Regions from separate parts of the Mus musculus genome. Here region 1 is linked to region 2. Evidence: chromatin contacts called from public promoter capture Hi-C data. All regions are on one chromosome and are shown on one strand. The core of a region is the stretch at or near the end of the contact, and the rest is flanking DNA. Distances in the headings are between cores, read along the strand shown. Region 1 holds the start of Psmb11 (proteasome (prosome, macropain) subunit, beta type, 11). Region 2 holds the start of Mmp14 (matrix metallopeptidase 14 (membrane-inserted)).

Evidence for each region. Promoter capture Hi-C pulls out the DNA fragments that hold promoters and counts their contacts.
Region 1: a promoter capture Hi-C map of neural stem cells shows a contact between it and region 2. The contact joins the promoter of Psmb11 here to the promoter of Mmp14 in region 2. A contact is called at or near these places in 11 of 39 promoter capture datasets (the C10 cell line, the HPC-7 cell line, cranial neural crest and 8 more), 1 of 15 datasets of contacts at CTCF or cohesin (large pre-B cells), 8 of 484 Hi-C or Micro-C datasets (the G1E-ER4 cell line, cardiomyocytes, cerebral cortex and 4 more), 7 of 115 datasets of contacts at active chromatin or transcription factors (bone marrow-derived dendritic cells, embryonic forebrain, embryonic stem cells and 2 more) and 3 of 9 other capture datasets (adipose tissue, liver and pancreatic islet).

What each region holds. Positions count from the first base shown.
Region 1 is chr14:54,623,802-54,626,920 of GRCm38.p6, reverse strand. It overlaps Psmb11 (proteasome (prosome, macropain) subunit, beta type, 11), which reads right to left and starts at 1,611. Exons shown (of 1, transcript NM_175204.4): 1 at 1-1,611. The coding sequence starts at 1,594. The coding sequence ends at 686.
Region 2 is chr14:54,429,624-54,432,932 of GRCm38.p6, reverse strand. Mmp14 (matrix metallopeptidase 14 (membrane-inserted)) reads right to left here and starts at 1,335. Exons shown (of 10, transcript NM_008608.4): 1 at 960-1,335. The coding sequence starts at 1,067. It overlaps Mrpl52 (mitochondrial ribosomal protein L52), which reads right to left. Exons shown (of 5, transcript NM_026851.2): 5 at 3,183-3,309. The coding sequence ends at 3,205.

The DNA of each region.
Region 1 (3,119 bases), core at 362-2,861, 190 kb before region 2:
GCAATGCAGGCAGAAAAACAAGGCAAGACAGTGGAGGCTGGGAGGGAAAGATGCAGAGAGCTGGGGAAGGATTAAGAGTGTCTTAAGCCCCACAACATTGTCACCTACTGTAACCTGCGTAAGTCCTGTAACTCTCTAAACCTGACCCAGCTTCAATAAACAATCATGCTTGCAAAAGCTGTCATGGGAACTGCACTCAGTATAGGTGGAATCATTATAGCCATTACAGTCATGGTGGGGGTCAGGGTGTGGAGGGCCAGCAGAGACAAGCCCATCACTAAACTAGGCTCTCTCCTGGCCATTCAGCCTGACCAAGTTGAAAAGGTGACCAGCTGAAAGAGAAAACAAACCAGATAAGGACCAAAATGAGAATACCAACTGGGGTAGAATGACAAAAGAGGGCCCAGCACATAGCATGACAGTTGGCACAAAGTAGGCATGCAATGAGTGTTTGTTTAGTCACTTTAGAGGCAGAAGGAGGCAATACCATCCATCAGGTATCATCAGAACATGTTGGACAGAGACATCAGTAGCTCTGGGAAGCAGAGAGGATGGGAACTTAAACAAAGCAGGAAACCCAAAAGGGCCAGAGCCAGATGCCCGGGGCTGCTCCCAGAACTAACCCTGCCAAGGCAGCTTCATCCCCTAGTCCCTTGTCCTGGCAGTCCCCAAGTTCTGTCCTTTCTTACATTGTTTCAGTCTTCATTATTATCGCGCAGTCTTCTGGCGTCACCTCCTCTTGCTCCACAAAGAGTTCTTTACATTCTCGAGCACCTTGCGGCGTGGCAGGCTCAGGATAGATTCCACAAGCTTTTGCCTCCAGCTCCTGCTCCAAGCTCCGGGCTTTCTGCAGCTCCCTATACAGCACGCAAGCATCACTGCGGGATACATACTCCCATCCGCTCTCCCGAACGTGGAAGAGGTCCACTGAGCCCCCTGAATAAGCATCACGGTGGGTGGCATGGGCCACAGCACAGCGGGCCAGGGTGTAGGCTTCCTGGATGGTCATGTCATAGTGGTAGCCACGATCAAGCACACCATAGGCGTAGGGAGACCCAGAGCCTACTGAGAAGATATCTCCCTGCAGACAAGTGCCATCGCTGTAGACATAGAAGAGAGCAGGGCCAGAGTGGTCCCAGCCACAGAGGGCAGTGGCCACACACAGATCCAGACCGCGGTAGCAGGACATCATAGCTGCCAAGAGTTTGGCCGTGCCTGCCACACTGGGCAGCTGGCCTTCCCTCAGTTCCCGAAGCCGCAGCTCCCGCCGTAGCACCCGGTACCATGTGGCACAGTCAGCAGAGGTCCCAGAGGTGGTACCCAGGAGACGCTGGTGCACAGGAATGACCTTCCGTGAGGCTGGACATGCCACATAGCTGCCACAGGAGGACCGAGTATCAGCCGCAGCGATGACACCGTGACGAAAGCGAAAAGCCAGGGTAGTGGTGCCATGAGCCAGCCTGGGGCCATGGATCTGCAGGAAGGTTTGAGGGTCACAGCCCCGGGGTACAGCCCAGCCACCGGCCTGAGGCAAGTGAATGGATGGTCTGGGAGTGTCGGGAGTCTGCCACTTGCACACATCCTGAAGAGCCATCCCTGAGGCTGAGTGAGAATCGGAAGGAGCAGGGCTGCATTTGAGGCCTGGGTCAGCATGGGGAGGAGGAGGAGGACGCTGTGGAGAAGCTGGGCTGCAGCCAGAACCAGGGAGTGAGACATGTGAGCTAAGCTTCATTTCTCCTTGGTCTCAGATCAGGCTTTGGAATTGGCTGGTGAGGGATCTCCACCCACCTCAGAGAACTGCCAAGGGGAGACAGAGCAAGCCTGCTGCGGTTCCTACACTCTGAAGACGCCACCTGTCAGCGTGACCTTCCACTGTTGTGATGCGCGCAAGAGTCACCGATGGAGTCTCCTGTCTGTCATCCGGCATCTACCCAAAGGGGGGTAGAGGCAGGGGATCGAGGCGATCCCATAGAAGAATGATTGCAAGCAGAGGAGATCTGGGCCCTCCGTAGTTTGGCTGTGTGGGACGTTAGGCAGGCAAAGATTTCCAACATAACATGGACTGTGTTGGAACACAGAAAAGGACAAGCGAGTTTCTGTAAGAGGGAGAAGGAGAAAGACACTCAAACTCCTTCCAGAAAAGCAGGTTACTTAGGGGAAAGAGCGCCAGAACGCAGAGTCCCTCTTCTGCTTTGAGGACAAAGAGGTCTTTCTATCTGTACACAGATGGTAACCCTAGGCTGGGAAGGTCACTCAGTGGGTCAGAGCACTTGCTCCACATGCCTGGCAACCAGAGCTTGATCTCAGAACCCACATTGAAAGGCAGAGACAGTGACACACATCTGTAAGCAGCATTCCAGTGGGAGCCCAGGAGAGTCAGGTCCAAATCCACTCACCACGGCCTCTTCTCTTTCTCTGTCCCTAGCATGGTTTCCACTTCTATGCCTCCTATCCTCAGCATTTAAATCCTATCCCTCAATGTCTGGCTTAAGAATACCACATATTCTGAAATCCTTCCCCAGTATGGGCTTAAAAGGTAAGGTTGTGGCTTGGGACCATTATCTCCCTCCTTCTCCTCCTCACCATCCTCCTCACCGTCCTCCTCATCATCATTATTATTTCCGTGTTTTGTTTATTTGGTTGGTTTTTATTTTTGAGACAAGGTAATTCTGTGTAGCCCAGGCTAGCATGAAATACCACATATAGTTAGTTCAGGTTGACCTTGAACTCTCCTTCCAAGTCCTGAGACTACAGGTGTGTGCCATCACACCCAGTGCTTTTTGTTGTTATTGTTGTTTGGTTTTGGGGGGGGGCATTTTGTTTCTTTGGGTTTTTTAGATGTTTATTTATTGTTATACATAAGTACACTGTAGCTGTCTTCAGATACCAGAAGAAGGTGTCAGATCTCATTACGGGTGGTTGTGAGCCACCATGTGGTTGCTGGGATTTGAACTCAGGACCTTTGGAAGAGCAGTCAGTGCTTTTATCCACTGAGCCATCTCTCCAGCCCTGTTCCTTTGTTTTTGAGACAGTGTCTCACTATGTAGACCAGGCTGGCCTTGAACTCATAGAGATCTGCTTGCCTCTGCTTCAAGAGTCTTGGAACACTGCCTTGTTTT
Region 2 (3,309 bases), core at 86-2,585:
AATCCAGACCGTATCCTTCATTTGGGCCCTTCCCAGCCCTTCCCTACCACACCCAGGTCCTCACCAGGCTGAGTGGGTTGGGATGGCCCAAAATAAGAAGCTGATTAAATCCGTCTCCCACCTTCACCCCAAAATAAGAGAGGGAGGGAAAACTTCCTCGGACTACTCCCATGCCGCTTCCTTCAGGACCGGGGTGGGCTATGGTCACGGAAGAGTTAGGGATGGGGGTGGGGGCGCCAGAGTCAGTTGGGACACTCAGGGGAGACCCAGGCCAACCCTCAACTAACTCACCGAGCGAGCGACTCCCCCTAGTCTCCCCGCGATCAATGCAGAAAAATAATTATCAACAACAAAAAGGCCCCCCAAGGCGCCGGTAGGGGTGTGGAGGACGAGGGAGGAGGTGGCCAGGCTGAGCCCCGCTGCTCACAAGAAGAGCTTTGTGTGCGCGGAAGTTCGGCCCGCCGCGATCCTCGACGCCCGGGCCAGCGGCCCGCACCGAGGGCGGTCCAGGGGAGGCGGGTACAGCTTGGGCGCCCCCGACGCCCCCACTTGGTACGGATGCGTCCGTGCAGGGCCTCGGGCACCTGAGCGCTGCCAAACTGAAGGAACAACTCGCGTGTGACACCGGCCCGGACGGCGCGGAGTCCAGTGTCTCTGAGGCTCCCGCCTTGTGCCACAGTGCGCGCAGAGCTTGGAAAAGCGAGGCCCGGGCCCCGCTGCAGAGTTCTTCCAGGGAAGGGAGGAATGGGAAAGAGTCGGTGGCGGCGGAAGGGGGGTTGTTGGAGGCAGGCAAAAGTTGGATCAACTTGCAAGTTTGCAGATGAGGGGAGAAAAAGAAAGGCTGGCGCAGCAGAGCCCCCCCAGAGCCCATCTCTCAGCGGGGGCTGTCCCCTTGGAGACCCCCGGGCTCGCCTACCCGGCGGGCGAAACTCCGGGAAGGGCCGGAGGAGCTCACTTACTTCGGGGCTGAAGTTGCTGCCTTGGGCCCAGCCGAGGGAGGCGAGCGCCGTGCCAAGCGTGAGCAGGGGGAGCAGGAGGCTGCGGGAGGGTCGAGGGGCGGGAGACATGGTCCCCGGCGTCGGGGCGCCGGGCGGTGCGGGCTCCGCGGCGGGGCCCACGCCCTGGGGTCGCGCCGCCTCTCTTGGGGCGCCTTTGTCTTCTAAAGGAACGGAATGTGGATTCCTAGAGCGCGGTCGGCTTGGAGGTGAGGGAATTGCTCCTGGAAATGTCTGTTTGCTCTTCTCTTTTCCGTTTTTTGATCTTTCTTCTGCTTAGTCGGCGAACTGAGTTGGAAGCCCTCTCTGCTCTCCTTTGGTCCCTCCCTTCTCCCACAGCCTCTCCTCCGCCCCCGCCCCAATGCCCTCCTTTTTCGGTGGGGACGTGGTGTTTCAGCTCGAATCCAATTACAGCAGGAGAGAAGGGGAAAAAAAAGTTTGTCTTTTCTGTGGTGCAGGCTGCCATCTGCAGGGGTTGAGGCCGCAGCCGGCAACTAACTAGGAGCCTGGGTGTCCCAGGGGACGGGATGCGGAAGACTTTCTCTTCCTAAGCATTTTTTGGGTGGCCTGATTCCCGTAGTATTCAGCATGTCTCACTTGAGAGTGTTTAAGTATTGGGAAGCCCGATGGCTAGGAATGGTGGAGACATGAAGTCTAACTTGCGAGTGAGGAAGGTTGGGAGAAGGGACATTTACTAACAAGAGGGTTGTATGCTGAGACCTGTGGACAGCCTCCTTCTCCTCCTCTTGCCCCAAAGTTAAGACTGTAACAAAAGCCACATGCCCAACAGCCACCGCAATTACTTTGAATTGGGGGACCGACCCCTTTATTAATGGCTTTTACAATCTGGCTGTTCTATTAAGTGTGAACTGCCTGGGTAGGAAAGGGCTTCAAGGTCACAGGATCGGGGGAAGCCCGATGGATAGAAGTGGTGAAATTTGTTGGAAGAGGAAGGAATGGGAGGTAGGGTTTTGGAGTTTCCTTTAGTCTTTACAGTGGAGACAGTTCCTTCGAGCGCGCAGCTTCCGTGATGGCTGGGCAGGGAGAACAAAAGGAGAGGCAGACAGGGGAGAGGGAGGCCAGGCTGCGCTGGCTCTCCGAGAGGGAGACAGATAAGAGGTTGACAACTAGATATGGAAACACACCAGCAGTGGGACAGAGGCAGGAAAAGTGTGGGAGACAGAAAACTCGACCATCAGCGAAATGTAAGATCCAAGAATTGCATTTGGTCAGCGAGAGGAAGGCAGTGGGGAGAGGGAAGGAAAGCAAGCAAGGGAAGCGGTAAGGGAAGGGGGCAGGAATAAAGCCAGGTAGGAAGCTGCAGAGATCCACAGCTGCCAGCTTTGTGGTGGATGATGGGAGCCAAACACGGAGCACTGGAACGGGAACAAAGGTCCTTGCCTCCAGAATCCAAGGGAGGCTCACGATCAATACAATGAATGGTTGCTAGGTCATGGGCAGCGACCTTGTGTGTGGGGGTGGGGAAGCAAGGACCCTCTTTAACCTCTGGAACTTAAGTCTGATTATTACTCCTTCAGCAGAAGACCCCGAGTTTAATCCTTCCTATATCTGCCTTACAGTGTGAGTGTCTCCTGGACCATGTACCCAGATACTAGCTGCTTGTTAAGAAAGGGACTTCTAACAGGTATGGTGGCACATGGCTTTAAATCCAGACAGAGGTGGGAGGATCTTTGTGATTGCCAGACAACTTGGTCTACCTGGCCAGTTTCAGGACAGCCAGTGCTACCGTGAGACCATGTCTTAAAAAGGAAAAAGATCCTCAGGTGGAAAGACCTTTTCAAGAAAACATTAAATGCCAACTGTATGCATCTGAGCTGTGCATGGTCTCTTAGTGACAAGAGTATGAGGGTGAACCAGGGAAACTGCTGCTGCCCCTTTCTTCTCTCACAAAGCAGTTGCTTGTGGTTGATTAAAAATCCCAAGCAGGCCAAGTGATAGGTGGTGGTGTGCTTAGCTTTTGTTAAGGCTCTGGGCACGTTCTTCAGCACTAGGGGCAAAATGATCCCAGAGCAAGATCTGGCTGAACTGGAATGGGGAGGACTAAGGGCACTGGGCCAAGCCTGGCAGGCAGTGATTTTAAGGTCTTTTGCTATCAATACAAGTGGTGGGGAAAATGACTTGATAAAGCATTCAGACTATAGAAAAGAAAGCCAGAGAGAGTCTGGGAAAGTGGGGCAGGAGCTGCTTTTTATTGATTCGGAAGTGGGCTTCTCAGTAAAGTCCCTTTAGGTTTGAGATCATGTTCCTTCTTCCTTTCTTCCTGCAATTTCTGCTGCCTGAGCTTCCATGCCTG